Regions from separate parts of the Mus musculus genome. Here all the other regions are linked to region 2. The links are chromatin contacts, called in public promoter capture Hi-C maps. All regions are on one chromosome and are shown on one strand. Each heading gives the region's core, a stretch centred on a gene start, on an enhancer-like site or on the middle of the called end of the contact. The rest is flanking DNA. Distances are from core to core; before and after follow the strand shown.

Evidence for each region. Promoter capture Hi-C pulls out the DNA fragments that hold promoters and counts their contacts. Capture Hi-C pulls out chosen DNA fragments and counts their contacts.
Region 1: a promoter capture Hi-C map of liver shows a contact between it and region 2, with 5 times the contacts expected there. The contact joins the promoter of Pou2f1 here to the promoter of Blzf1 in region 2. A contact is called at or near these places in 2 of 39 promoter capture datasets (embryonic stem cells and erythroid cells) and 2 of 9 other capture datasets (adipose tissue and liver).
Region 3: a contact with region 2 is called in a promoter capture Hi-C map of liver, with 3 times the contacts expected there. The contact joins the promoter of Creg1 here to the promoter of Blzf1 in region 2. A contact is called at or near these places in 4 of 39 promoter capture datasets (hematopoietic stem and progenitor cells, liver and pre-B cells) and 2 of 484 Hi-C or Micro-C datasets (the AtT-20 cell line and B cells).
Region 4: a contact with region 2 is called in a promoter capture Hi-C map of second pharyngeal arch cranial neural crest. The contact joins the promoter of Mpzl1 here to the promoter of Blzf1 in region 2. A contact is called at or near these places in 5 of 39 promoter capture datasets (cranial neural crest, frontonasal cranial neural crest, hippocampal neurons and 2 more), 2 of 484 Hi-C or Micro-C datasets (CD8 T cells and muscle stem cells), 7 of 115 datasets of contacts at active chromatin or transcription factors (the 230-238 cell line, acute myeloid leukemia, astrocytes and 4 more) and 2 of 9 other capture datasets (adipose tissue and liver).
Region 5: a promoter capture Hi-C map of hippocampal neurons shows a contact between it and region 2, with 2.9 times the contacts expected there. The contact joins the promoter of Rcsd1 here to the promoter of Blzf1 in region 2. A contact is called at or near these places in 2 of 39 promoter capture datasets (hippocampal neurons and pre-B cells) and 1 of 484 Hi-C or Micro-C datasets (B cells).

The regions. Positions count from the first base shown.
Region 1 is chr1:166,001,328-166,004,030 of GRCm38.p6, reverse strand. It overlaps Pou2f1 (POU domain, class 2, transcription factor 1), which reads left to right and starts at 1,397. Exons shown (of 16, transcript NM_198932.3): 1 at 1,397-1,469. The coding sequence starts at 1,409.
Region 2 is chr1:164,306,184-164,308,883 of GRCm38.p6, reverse strand. Blzf1 (basic leucine zipper nuclear factor 1) reads left to right here and starts at 1,400. Exons shown (of 7, transcript NM_001160209.1): 1 at 1,400-1,737; 2 at 2,368-2,445. The coding sequence starts at 2,406. It overlaps Nme7 (NME/NM23 family member 7), which reads right to left and starts at 1,212. Exons shown (of 14, transcript NM_138314.4): 1 at 1,130-1,212; 2 at 634-824.
Region 3 is chr1:165,762,321-165,765,020 of GRCm38.p6, reverse strand. Creg1 (cellular repressor of E1A-stimulated genes 1) reads right to left here and starts at 1,263. Exons shown (of 4, transcript NM_011804.3): 1 at 883-1,263. The coding sequence starts at 1,236.
Region 4 is chr1:165,633,094-165,635,793 of GRCm38.p6, reverse strand. Mpzl1 (myelin protein zero-like 1) reads left to right here and starts at 1,253. Exons shown (of 6, transcript NM_001083897.1): 1 at 1,253-1,491. The coding sequence starts at 1,401.
Region 5 is chr1:165,706,667-165,709,366 of GRCm38.p6, reverse strand. Rcsd1 (RCSD domain containing 1) reads left to right here and starts at 1,273. Exons shown (of 7, transcript NM_178593.3): 1 at 1,273-1,476. The coding sequence starts at 1,471.

The DNA of each region.
Region 1 (2,703 bases), core at 148-2,647, 1.7 Mb before region 2:
GTTGAAACTTAGGAATACCCCTCTCAAGGACAGCCTAGGACCTATTTATTCTTACCACACAATATTTTTGTTTTTATCCTTAGAAATTTTTTTAGGAAAATCTTGGGACTTGTCAAGAATTAGTAAAATAGATTTGGGTCTTCATCCAGGCCTTTTTTTTTTTTTTTTTTTTTTTTTTTTTTTGCAATAAAGGAGCAATCTGGGCAATATTTTGGCTAATTACTTAGGAAGATGGTCACAAGAGGAATATCACCACCCCCACCCCCCGCCCCCCGCGATCGTATTTACTGAACGACAGAGCAAAGAGAATTCGTAACCGTTGGCGCTATTGCCAACTTGCATGGTTTTAATCAGGTCAGTTTACAATTAGCCTTTAAAAGGTGCTCCAGAAGAAAAAAAAAAAAAAAGAAAAAAGAATCCCTACGCAGATGGGGTCTGTTTGTTTCGCACGGGTGGGCGCGTGCAAGGGCGTCCGGGCGACTCGGACGGCCGCTCCCACAGAGGCTGGGCCGGGCACGCGCGACAAGTGGAGGCGACTCTTTGCCTGGCTAATTAGAGCCGCCAGGACACGCCCCCAGGAGTCCGCCCGCCGGCCCCGCCCCGAATCTGCGGCGTGGGCTGAGGCGCGGGGCGGGGATTAGCTCGGATTCAAATTTAAAGCGGGACGTCCGCGCGTGGCCCAGCAGGTGCCTCGTGCCCGTTGCCCGCCGAGGGCGTTTCCGCCCCCACCTGCACACAGGGCCGGAAATTACCTCGGCGGGGAGCGGTCCCCTCCATTGTCGCAGTCAACTGCGAGGGAGTCCTGAAAAAGTGCGCGGCCGTGGAGCGCTCGCTAGTCCCTCACGCGTGTCCTCGCGGCGAGACGCCGGGCATGTTGCCCTTTTACAGTACCGCCGTGGAAACCCCGAACTTATCCGGGAGGGGACTAACACGGAAGACGGGAAGCCCATCCCGAGACGTAAACAAGCACTTGACATACTACACTTTGGGGTGAAGCCGCGCTCCCGGGGGGAGGGAGGGGGCGAAGAGACGCGCATGCGCTTCCTACCTCTCCGGCGCGTGGAGAAAACTGCGCGTGCGCACAGCGGCGCGGACGGGAGGGGGAAAGAAAAAAAAACAAAACAAGGAAGAGATGATTGGCAGGTTAGGGGGCACTTTAGAAGCCTGAGGGGGCGGGGTCCCTGCAGCCTGGACGCGCGTGCGCACCGCGCGCGCAGGGGGGTGGAGCTCTTCCAAGGGGGCCGGCGGAGAGCAGCGCCGGCCTCGGGCGCCCCCTGGCGCGCGCCTCGGGAGAGGAAGGAACGGGAGGGTGCGGAGAGGAGGGAGGCGGCGAGCAGGGCGGGAGGGGGAGGGGAGCGGGAGCGAGGGAGGGTTTATCGACCGGGCGATTTTGGTTAAAATATTCAAAATGGCGGACGGAGGAGCAGCGAGTCAAGATGAGAGTTCAGCCGCGGCGGCAGCAGCAGCAGGTAATCATTACAGCATTTTACATATTCATATTCATACTCGAGCCGGGCTCCCGCTGCCCCCCCCGCGACTTAGCATAATTTATTAGTACTCAGGATTATTATAATTAACGGCGAGGAGATGGGGGGCCGGGGAACACAGCCCCCTCTGGGCGCCGAGCGGAGGGGGAAAAGGAGCTCGGAGCGGCCGGGCGGAGGGGGAAGAAGACCCGGGGCAAAGGGGGCTGTGAGCCACCGCGCTCCTCCTGCCCCCGGCCCACCCCGCGGCTGCCGCGCCGGCCCGCCCGCCGGCACCGGCCCTCCTCCTCCGCCGGCCGCCGCCGCCTCCTCGCACGGTGCCCGAATCTAAGCGGGTCCACGGCAGGCGGCGGGGCCGGGGCACCGGGAGAGGACAATAAAGACATTTTACATATTCATAGCTGCTGGGCTGGCGGGGCGCGGCGGGGTGCGGGCGGGAGACCTGGACGGGCGGTGGGGGGGCGTGGAGGGGCCAGAGGTGGCGGCGAGCACAATGCCGGTGGGCGGCGGGGCCCGAGCGGACCCCGGTGGCCGGACACCCGCGCGGCGCCCCCCCAGGATTGGGAGCCGGCGCGGGCTCGGGCTGGGGAACGCTGCTCGCTGCGGGACGCACCGGGGAGTGGTGCCCTGCCCCCGGCCGTGCGGGGGGTCCGCGTGGGGCCGAGCCCGGGGGTCACGGCCCGGGGCCCCTCAGCCGCGCCCTGCTCGTGCCCGGGGCAGCGGCCTGACCCCAGCCAGTCCGTGTCTCTGGTTAGGGGCAGCGTGGCGTGGGCCCTGTGAGCTGGCCTTCGGGTTGTGAGCTCGCTCTGGGGTCCCCCGGACCCTTTGGAGGCTGGGCTAGGTGGGAGGAACCCTCGGGGAAGTTCCCCTCCGTGGAAATGGCTTCGGTTGTCCGTGTGTCCCGGGCCCTCACCCAGAGGTCCGCGCTGCTGTGGGTCGCGCGGGACAGTTGGGTTGGAGGTGCTCGCGGGGTCTGGTAGCTCCTCCGCGCACATCCCCCCCCCCCCACGCGCTGGTAGCCTTGGGGACCCTCTCGCTCTGAGGCCTCGGAGCTCTCGGAGGTCACCCGAGAACTGGACCGTAAAGGATTGCCCTCCTGCCCTCAAAGGGCTGGCCTGACAAGTTGATCATATTCTAGATTTCTCCTGTACTGCGGGGAGCGGGGGTGGTGGCTAGACACGGAGATCCCCCTCCCTGACTGTGTGTGGTAGTGCTTTCT
Region 2 (2,700 bases), core at 151-2,650:
CAAAACAAAATCAGCATACACCACACACACACACACACACACACACCAGATCAAATGCTAACTAACTTCATGCCACAAATGGTTACAATAGATGGGAGCAAGAGAAATCAAGAGCAAAACAGATGAACGGTCACTTCCACACTTCCTTCGTTAAAGTAGAAATACGAGGCTACAGAATAGGTAAAATCATTGATTATTTGGAATCCAATACTGAATACATTGCCTCTTAGATTCTGTCAAGTGCCTAGAAAGGAGAAAAGAGGGAGGAAAGAGATTGGGTCTGTGAAGTAAAGGTTTGAAAAGGTCTCTTTGGTACCAAAGGACCAGATTGGTTAACAAAAAGGACTGCTGAACGTCAGTCAATGAGAAAGCCTCATTGTGCAGATGCCTCTTGCTAAGTCACAGCTACACCCACCTGAAGGCAACATTTTGCTCTGTCCCGTCCACCACGCACAAGTGCAGAGATGACTAAAGATGAGTTAACTAGAACTCTGTGCACTAGAGCAATGGGTACATTAAAACCATCTAAAGGCTTATTAAAACGCAAAGTATCAAGCCCCATTCCTATTCAGTCATAATTTATGGTGGTGTTGGTGAATGCTAGAACTCTCCAAGTAATCCTGAAAAACATACCTGCTAAAACACAGTGATCTGGAAAGTATGAAATGAACTAGACGCTGAGCCAGCAGACAGCTATTACTAAGCGGTCCTGGTAGGAGATGCAAGGTAGAACTCCACCGCTTGGGAGAACTGACTCCAGCACTCAGGGAGATTCAGATCCAAGTTAGTGTTGAGACAGCACCACGTCGATAAGGGTCTGCAAGCTTGAAAAACGAAAAAGATAAACAATGCAAGCTTATAAACGGTTTATTCGAAATAATTCTCATCGGGTTTTCTTAGATTCCATATCACCCCCATTTACTTTCTGTTACATTGCTCTAGCTTGAGGTCTTAGTGGCGCTAAAATGGAAATTAGGGTGCTGCAAGAAAAGGGGTGCGCAGAGGCAGAAGGAACTGCTCCTAGCGAGGTAAGAGGTGATGAAAGGCGGGGTGCCCAATCGCCCAAAGACTTGGATGTTCCGTAACCAGGGTCTCGGAGCCTTTCATAGGGCCTCCCTATAACACTTACCATAGTTTGTAGATCTCAGCACAGGAAATAGATTCCTGTACACAGGAAGACTACACCACCACCAATGATCCGGTTACTCTGGCAACGCAAGCCCCGCCTTCCTCCAGCCACTGCTTCGAAGACGCCGCCTCGAAGCTGCTTCGTCTCCATTGGCTGGGAGTAATTAGGCCCCGCCCATTCACTCAAAGATCCACCCTTTGCCTCATCGCCTGGGGCAACGCGACGCCACCTTCTCCGTTCCAACGCGTTCACTTCCGTCTGGCTGGTAGTGACCCGGAAGTTTAAGCGTCCATACCGCTTGCATTATCTATTGGTACTTTTTTTTTAAGTAGATATCTTCCAGTTTTCGCTTTCCGAGCCGATACATAGTAGACCCTGTCTCTCTTCATTTTACACACAGCACGAAGTGTCAGTTGGTCCTTGTCCTTCAGAAGAGCATTCCGGAAATGAAACCCTGTGTAATAGGAAGTGATTAGAGTGAGCGAGGCGCTGCGTGTCAGGGAGGCTTGGGCGGGTTGGCTTCCGAGTGCCAGGGGAGTTTACAAGTCAGCCGGCTGCTGAGCGAGTGAAGAGCCTGAGCGGTGGACATTGAAGTAAGGATATCACAGGTAAGTCCTGGAGCCGGCCCGTGTGCCGGACGCGGTGGGAAGAGGATGGTCTGGGCTGGAGTTCGGCAGCCATTGGTTTGGGATTTAAAGGTTGTTCTGGGAAGAGGCTCCTCCTGACAGGGACAAACTTGGGCTCATACTCCTGGGGAATGAGGCTGACAGGCTTAATTTTTCCACCTCCTCTCCTTTTAAACTCGGCACCCATGCCTCCCCACACCTTCACCCGGTGTTTCTTAGACAAGGACACTTGCTCATCGGCATCGCATGGTCCCAGCGAAGTTTCTGACTTTAAAGTCTCTGTTTGCCATTGGATAGAGTTTCAGGATGCATTCCCAGGGCAAGGATTTGTGATGTTCAGGAAGTTAGACCGGGTACTGAATCGTATACATCTAGGAACAGTCAGCTTTTAGGACGTGTGGTCACCTATTCTACAGTCTAGACTCCAGAGACCACTTAAACCTATGCCTGGGTTTTCATTATTTAACAGGTATACATTACAGCCCGTCAAAAGGAAATAATGAAGAACGTGGGTACTAAAGACAGAAACAATTAAAAAATAACTTTTAAAGTAGATGCATTCTCTGAATATATTGTTATTGCTTTAATTCTTTCGTATGTATACATCTCTAGGTCTTCGGTGAAAGTCTTGGATTGTATTCTCATTAGTTATGGAAAAAATGACTACCCTTAAAAGTTCGGAAAACAAAGGTAAGTGTTTTTGTTTTGATAATAATTGATTTGGTTTTTTGTTTGATTGGTTGCTTTTTTGGTTTGGGGGGGAGGGTTGTGTTTTGGGTTTATTTTGGAGTAGGAGGGCGTTATTTGAGACAGGGTTTCTCTGGGTTGCCTTGGCTGCCCTAGAACTCATTGGCCTTGAACTCAGAGAGCTCCCCCTTGATTATCTAGTAAGGCAGGTAATACAACTGTTCGTTTTATTTTTACTACACTGTAACTATTGTTAGT
Region 3 (2,700 bases), core at 14-2,513, 1.5 Mb before region 2:
TTAAATTTGTTTAGAACAATACAGAACTCTGTGGAGGCTGAAGAAAACGGGTCTCTTCTATTCTAGCACATGGGTCCCAGTCCTGTGGCCTGTGCTTTGAAGACAAGTGGGTCTGAGGTGAACTAGGGTTGGCCCCCTGGCTTTGCGCAAATTACTTAACCTCATGTCTTCATCTGTAAACCCGGAATAGCCATGCCTGTTTCTAAGAGTTACTACAAGAGACAATGAATGAAAACAGGTGGAACCGAAAAGCCCTAGGCACATACCATGGCAAGGGCTTGGTTAAAGCGTCGGCGTCTCTTGGCTCACTGTTTACCACGACACCAAGCTTTCTCAGTTTTGCCACAGACCCTCCACCGAGTCAGGCTTCATTTCTGGGCTCCTGTGTGGCCTTTCCCTCCCAGGCTGTTTCCACCTGAGCTGTAAGCAGAGCCAGGTCCGCAGTCAACTATAATGCTGTGTAGTAGTTTCCCACTGCTGATAGGTAAAGGTAGGGAAGAGAATCTCCGAAGTCACATAAGCCAAACGCTAAACTATCCAACAATCTGTATGCCTTTAGATCACAAGAGTGCAGTTTATGCAGAGACAGCGCCTAAAGAGGACGCCTGACTATCTGAAGGGTGTGAAGTGCTCCAGGTACTGGCAAAGAATTTACCCCAAGCGCTTAGACCAGTAACAGGGTAAGTAGGAACTTCCTGGTAGTTCCCCAACATCTGGGATGCTACAACCTCCGCCTAGCCAGCGCAGGCCAGAAGAGACAGTCATGTGAGCTGGGTTCAAAAGTCTTATCTCTAAGACCCACGCTCTCCCCAGCGAGCTAAACTGGAGACGCTGGTTTCCTGCTCTGCCGGGTCTGGGAAACCGCGCCGCGCTCCCGCTCACCTGCAGGTCGCTCACGGCTTGCTGCAGTGGACTCAGGTACATGTAGGGCTCGCCCGTGCCTTCTCCCGGAGGACCGTCACTGATTGAGATGATGTCCGCGAAGGGCCAGCCGCGCACCTCCTTTATTGTGGAGATAGTGGCCAGCGAGCCCCAGTCTGAGACGTGAGTCACGAAGCGGGCCACGCGCGGCCCGTCTTCGCGGGGTGGCAGCGGAGGCAATCGCCTGTCCACGTCCCAGTCCCCGTGGTCCCGGCCTCCGCGACCCGAGGCCGGCGACACCAGTAGTGCCACCAGCGCGGGCGCCAGAAGGGCAGCAAGCAGGGAACGCGCGAGCTCAGGAGCACGGGCAGCCATGACGCTGACTGCGGAGTCCCTGCCCACCGACCAAACTCTGCCGGGGTAACTATTGCCTGCCCGTTGTTCCGCCCCTCCGAGAAAGCCAATCAGAGATGAGCAGGCAAGAGGGGGCGTGGCTCCAGTGCAACCCAGTTTCCAGAAGCATATGGTCTGTTCACCGTGTCCTGTGATCTGCTCTGTGAAGAGTGCGAATTTGCCCTAAAGAGATATTTGTTTTGCTTGTTTGATTTACAGACAGATAAATGAGGTCTAGAAGAAATTAAGCAACTTCCTAAGTCACAGTGCTAGAAAAAAGCTGCCTGCATGCACGCACACACCTCCTTTTTAATGTCTTTGAGTATGCTTGCCTGGCATCTAAGAGAACGTGAGTTTTCTGTGTGCTCTTTTCTGTTTACTGACTGTTAGCAAGCAAGCCTATATGTAGTACAGTACAGAAATACCGACATGCAGGAACTTAAAAATTCCTGGCCCAGAAGAGTCTTCAGATAAAGCCACTTTGTTAGTTTTCGGTATCCCACTCAAGACTTTGACCTTGTCCATTTGAGACCTGTCAAGTCATCTAGCTCGGTTAAATTCGTGGTTTCATGCATTTATTCTGGCAGATCCTCCAAGCCCGTGGAGGATTTTCATTCTGCTACCCTAGGGAGTTAGAAAATGTATGCAAACGTGTTTGCGTCGTTTTAAAACTGTGGCCACTGTTAGAATCTTTTAAGCCCCACCCATCCTATAGTCTGAATCAGGCCACACCTCTCTGCAGCTCTCTCTCTTCCTAACAGAGTTATGAAGCAGTCCGTGCTTAGCCGCTACTCTTTTTTCTTTCTTAAAAAAATATTAGGTATTTTCTTCATTTACATTTCAAATGCTATCCCGAAAGTCCCCTGTACCCCCCCCTCCCCTACCCACCCACTCCTACTTCTTGGCCCTGGTGTTCCCCTGTACTGGGGCATATAAAGTTTGCAAGACCAAGGGGCCTTTCTTCCCAATGATGGCCGACTAGGCTATCTTCTGCTACATATGCAGCTAGAGACACGATCTCTGGGGGTACTGGTTAGTTCATGTTGTTGTTCCACCTATAGGGTTGCAGACCCCTTCAGCTCCTTGGCAGCTCCTCTTAGTCTGTGGCACCCAGCTCCCTGTCATGTAGGCCAGGATGAACTAAATCATGGGATGTGAAACTTCCTGACACCTCTAAAATGATATAAAAATCAGGCTTAGCCTCTATTCTAGGGACTGGTGTGAGACTCCTAAAGGAGATTTCTGGAAAGATATTCTGAGGTCTGCCTCTAGCTAGCCCCCCACCCCAATCTGGCCCACTACTCTGTCTTTCTCCTGATCTCTGTCTGTCTCTCTGTCTCTCTCTCTGTCTCTGCCTCTCTCTCTCTCTCTCTCTCTCTCTCTCTCTCTCTCTCCCATTCACGTGTGTTGAGGTTTGGTCTTTTGCTATGTATTGTAATGCTAGGT
Region 4 (2,700 bases), core at 4-2,503, 1.3 Mb before region 2:
GCCTCAAACTTGAGACAGTCCTTCTTTCTCAGACTCCTCCACAGCTTGCCCTTTCTACTTTCCTGCTAAACTCTTGGTTATTAAAACTCCAATGTGTGCTCCTTGAAAGTAAAGTGCCACCGATGGGCAGGACCTGCTAACCGGAAGGCAAAATAGCTGCGATATGCATTCTTGGTTTTCTCCAATTGCCTAGTAATTAGGAACTTGCTCTACTGCAAGGTTAAGGGGCTAGGCCACTGGAAACATCGGAAGGACACTGTTAAGACTGGCTTTTGACAAAATCCTGAAAGGAGAGGCCGCGTTTTGGTCTACTGGACTACGCTCCGCCTATTATAGTCTTGTTCCTAAAACTTGTTTTCCTCCTCCAAACTCTCACTTGGATTTTCCCGTTCTTCGTTCACTCTAATCTGTTTTGTGTCTGGTCCCTCCTTTTTCCCCCTTTGAAGACCATTCTCAGAATCCTCCCTCTCTTTAGGGTTTGCTGGGTAACTAGTAGCAGCCGGCACTTTTCAGAATTGAAGTAAGGCACCGCCTCCGTCCTAACTTTTCATCTATAGGCCGAGGGACGTTGATATGCTAAACAAACAGTAAGTGCAGTCACTGGTTATCTAGGTGGCGGGAAAGAGTTCCAATTCCTATTCCTTTCCTGTCCTCTGAAAAGCCAAAAAAGGGCCTGCTCAGAGGTTAGGGCAAGATGGAGACTTCTCATGTTGCAACGCAAATGATCCAGTTCAGGCAAAGACAGATACTCGGCAAAGGTCAAAGAGATGGTGGGTCTTTTTCTATCTCGACCACTGAATGGAAGTCTTTCCTCACCTCTCTCTTCACTTCACTCCTCCCCTCCCCCACCCGGTCCCTAAATTAATTGCTTTTCTTTAGGTGAGTGAGGCCAGGAGTAACCAAGCAGATCCTAGTCGGAAATGATATCCGGACTTGGAAGAGACCGCGGGGAGGGACATTAAGAGAACTGTGGGACTGGCCCCTCAGAGAGGAGGGCAGCCTCTGGCGGCGGTGGGCCGGAGGGCAGCCCCACGACCAGCCACGCAGGCAGGCTCAAAGTAATGCGGCTGCAGAGGCACAGTACGCGGGCATGCTGCACAGATCACACCAAGGGCGGGGCCCGGAGGGCGGGGCCTTGCCCGAGGGGGCTGACAGGGAGTCGAGTTGTCCAATGGCTTCTTTCCCAGGTTGCCAGGAGGACCAATGAGCGAGCAGTGGGGCGGGCACAGGGGCTGGAGCTGGGCAGAAGGCTGGCGGTTGGCCACTGGGGCCGGGAGCGGGGAGCGGTGGCGTGGAGGTGTCCTCGCGCTCGCAGCCGCGATCCGGACAGAGCTGTGTGGTCTAAGGCAAGCCAGCCGACCGCAGCGGGAAGCCGGGCGGAACGGAGCGGCGGGAGCAGGATGGCAGAGGCCGTCGGAGCCGTGGCACTGATTGCGGCCCCGGCCCGCCGGCGCTGGCTGTGGTCGGTGCTAGCCGCGATGCTCGGGCTGTGTGAGTGATGCCGAGCCGGGGTCGGGCGGGGGCTCCGCGGCCGTGCGCGCGCTCGGGGCGCCTCGGAGGGGAGGGGGCGCGGCCTGCGAGCTCTGGGGCCTGGGCACGCCGCCCGGGGAGCGCGGCCGGGAGCCGAGGAACCTCTTTCTTTGGATCCCTTTGCGTAGAGGGCGAGGGGGGTGGGGCGGGGAGGGGTGAGGGAGCTCCCTACCTTGCAGCTCCCTGGGGACAGTCCCAGGAGCCCACTCACGCCCAGTCCCCTGCGGTCGCCTCCTGGCGATTCTGAGTTGCCCAGGACCTCCCGGGAGTCCGACTCTGGAATTGATGTTCTCCACCTTTGGGAGATGGCGGAAGATTGCAGGATTTTTCACCTGTGGGCCTTTGTTGGTTTATTTCCTTGTTTAAACCAGTGTTTTTCCTTTACCTGGTAAGATCTATTTCGAATGCGCTCAGATCAATTCTTAAGGCTCTATGATTGAAAACTCAGACTCTCATTTATTTCATCTCTGGGGTCTGTAAATCACAGAGGCGAAATTTACGTTACTTCTAGCCTAGAATGCAAAGGCTTGAAAGAATTCGGTCGAATTCGTATTAATGGTAAACATGGGCAAGATAGTTTGACAAGACGAACATTTACAAAGCATGCTTTTACTTTGATTTTAAAAGCCCCCCTCTCAGGCCCTTACCAAATAAACCAGGCTTAAGTTTTTGATAAAGGCTCCGGCTCGGTTTATATGACGTCTTGGACGAGTTGTTTTATGGGGCGTCTGAAGTAGTGTCTGCCCCAGGACTTTTTTTGTGTGTTGTTCAAAGTAAAGTACTTGTTTCTGTCTCAGAATTCAGCTAAGTAGTGGTTACCGAGAGGTCGAACTCCTAAGAAAACACGGAGGGGGTTCCTCCCACTCATTCTTTTGTTGTGTAAAATGTAATTTGTTCAAAATCCATTACTCAGTACTTTCTTTCGTGCAAAAGTTCTTAATGTAGTAGTCTCTCGAACCAGGAGTATAGGTGAGATTCTGTTGGATTTCCAGCTTTCATTTAAGCTCCTAGTTAATAGCTTGGAGGTGAAAATGGACAAGATTCTTTTTTTTTTTTTTTTTTTTTATGTATCAGATGGGATCTGTTTTGTTTTTGTTTTTGTTTTCCTGTTTCTCCTAAGGAAACAGAAAAGGCGTGGGTTTTTGTTTGTTTGTTTGTTTGTTTGTTTTT
Region 5 (2,700 bases), core at 24-2,523, 1.4 Mb before region 2:
AGAAAGCATCGGACTAGAATCTCACCCTCTGCCTGCTTCTGAAGCAGAGGTCTTGCCCCTATATGCTGCTGAGTTCAATGAACAGAGGCTGCCCTGACTTCATGGTTTACAAGGTAAGATTTAGAAGGCCTGTGACGTCAAGATCTATAGACCAACTGTGATGAGAAGCAGTCGGGGCAGCCTTTGCAATGTGGGTGAGTTCTCTGCTGGTTTGTGGTAGTGGTTTCTCTTGGGCTCTTTGCACAGGGGCAGCACCAATGCCCTGTGCTATGGTCCACCAATGTGTTGGCTCTCTCTCTCCCTTGCATAGCAGGTCTGGGTTTGGAGTACAAAGTTGAAGGATGCTGTAAGAAGACACACAGGCATCCTTATCAGCCAATTCCCTGAAGAAATGGGACCCTGAAGAGACACCCAGAGCTATAACCCAGTAGCAGCAGACAATGGCCTCGGCACAGATTCAAGTCCCTACATCCCTCCCACGCAGCCTTAAACCGACATTCCCTGGGGAGAGTTACTAAGCGGGGGCCTTATGTGAATTGGATGTTTAGGACCGTGCCCTTTGCTATATTTAATAGGAATGGGAAAAAGGTCCTTTAGCAAGCAGCATGTCGAAGCAGATATTCCCACAACCCCCTAAGCTGCATGCATCAGAGCAGAGGAGAAGAGTAGCCTGCTGCATGCGGCAGGAAACTTGGGGAAACTTTGCTTGGATTCCTCTCCTTCTTCATACACAGATAGATAATAGATGGACAGACTGATAATTGTTTCCTGCAAATGGAATCCAGGAAAAGAGGTATCAAAGCTAAGGCTACTGAACACAGGAAGGCCAGGTATTAGGTTAAGTAATACAGGAGAGGATGGGGGGAGGGGGAGGGAGAAGGAGGAGGAACGGAGGCTGGGAAAATTGGTATGAAAAGAAGGAAATGGCAAAGAGAAAAAGGATGAAAAGGCAATTCTAATTTGAGGCACAAGGAAAGTAAAGAAGGCAGGCTAAAAGAGGGAGAGTTGAGGTGGTCTGAAAAAAGTGCAAAGCCCAGGGTCCTGAGAAACTTCCGCGAGAAAGGGGGCGCGGCGCTGCCCAGCCCATGTTTGGGCAGATTAATGGAGTCGTGGCGGCTCGGGCTCTTGAGTCCTGCCTTGGGAGGGACAGTATCTGTTTAGATTTGTGTCTAAATTTAAACCCCGATCCGGCCTCCCTCTCTGCTCCCCTCCACTCCCCTCCCCTCCTCCTGCGTCCCTCGGTCCCTCCCTCCCTCCTCCTCCTCCTTCCTCGTTCTCTGGCGCAGGGCCCCCAGCTGGGGCAGTCCCGCAGCCGAGTGCAGCCAGGCGCGCGCCGCCGCCCACTCGCCCTGTGCCCGCTACAGCCCCGAAAGTGACCCGGGCTGGGAGCCGAGGGGACAGCGGGGATCGTGGGCTCTTAACCCGAGAGAGCGGGCGTATCCGCAGCCGGAGGAAGACTACCTGGAGGACATGGAGGTAAAAGACCGGCGGGGACACGGGCCTGGGGGAGAGGGAGGTCAGAGCGCTCCTGCCCAGGTCGCCGTTCCTGCTCTCAGCAGGGAGCACGCAGCCGAAAGGTCGCGTAGGCCAAGTTGAGAAAGGCTGGTCCTTGCTCCTCGGAGACCCCTGTGGGCAGGCGTGGGCTTGTCAGGAAAGGACTTCAGGCGAAGGAGGGGCCTTTGTAGGGGTTCAGGTATTCTGACTGTGCACATACGTGCTTTGGGGGGGGGGTTTAGAAAATAAAACTTAGGTACAACTAAAGTCATAAACGGATAAAGGTGTGAACCAAGAACCCCAAAACAAAACTCCAGCAACCCTGACTCAGGCATTGAGAAACAGAGTTGGCAGTTGAAGCCGGGACTCTGCCCGCATGGCTTCCCGTTTTGATTGCAGTGTGGCTTTTCCGACCAGTTGTTCTCTTACTTCTGATGCCCCTTGTTTCTGTCACATCTTCTTTCAAAACTTTCTGAAAAGCTCCCTTGCCGCCGATCAGATAAACTTATTTCTGAGATATTAGAGGCTCTCCAAGATGCCCTGCCTCCTGAGGTTGTGTGCACCTTGGGGTGTGGTAGCCGTATCTGAGAGGTTTGCAGGGGCGAGTCCCAGACTTTCTCTGCGCTTCTCCAACCTCAGTGGAGAATACTGGCCACTACTTTCCATCCAGCTAGTTCATCTAGCTTCCTCCTCCAGGTCTATAGATTTCCAAAGAAATGTTTCCCTTCAAACCCAGACCAGCTGCAGGTGAACTCAGAGGCACAGCATTGGCAAAGCCCCAGGTTCAACTCCCAGGGTCACACACTCAAAGAAAGAAAAAGAAACTGTGACCTTTTATTGTATTCTAATCAATCTCAGTAGGACCTGGGATTTTCAAAGAGGAAAAAAGGAGATGAAAACCCACAGGCCTAAAGGTGATTCCTCCTCCCACTCAAAAGGAAAGAGCTCCTCCTTAGCCCAAGGTCTGCGGAGATCCCGGGCACAGAAGTTCAATCCCTTCCAGGCTTGAGTCCGCTCATCTCTTCTGAGCTTCACTGTCTGCTCTAAAAGAACAATAGCAAGGCTGCATATTTAGCTCAACCAGTTGTCCTAAAGTAGCAAGGTTGCATTTTGCATTCTGGGCACTTGGGAGTGCTGAGTACCTGGGGGGCTGGGGTCTGAGATGGACTCTCTGTAGCGACTTGTGCAAGTCAGGAAGCAGTTGAT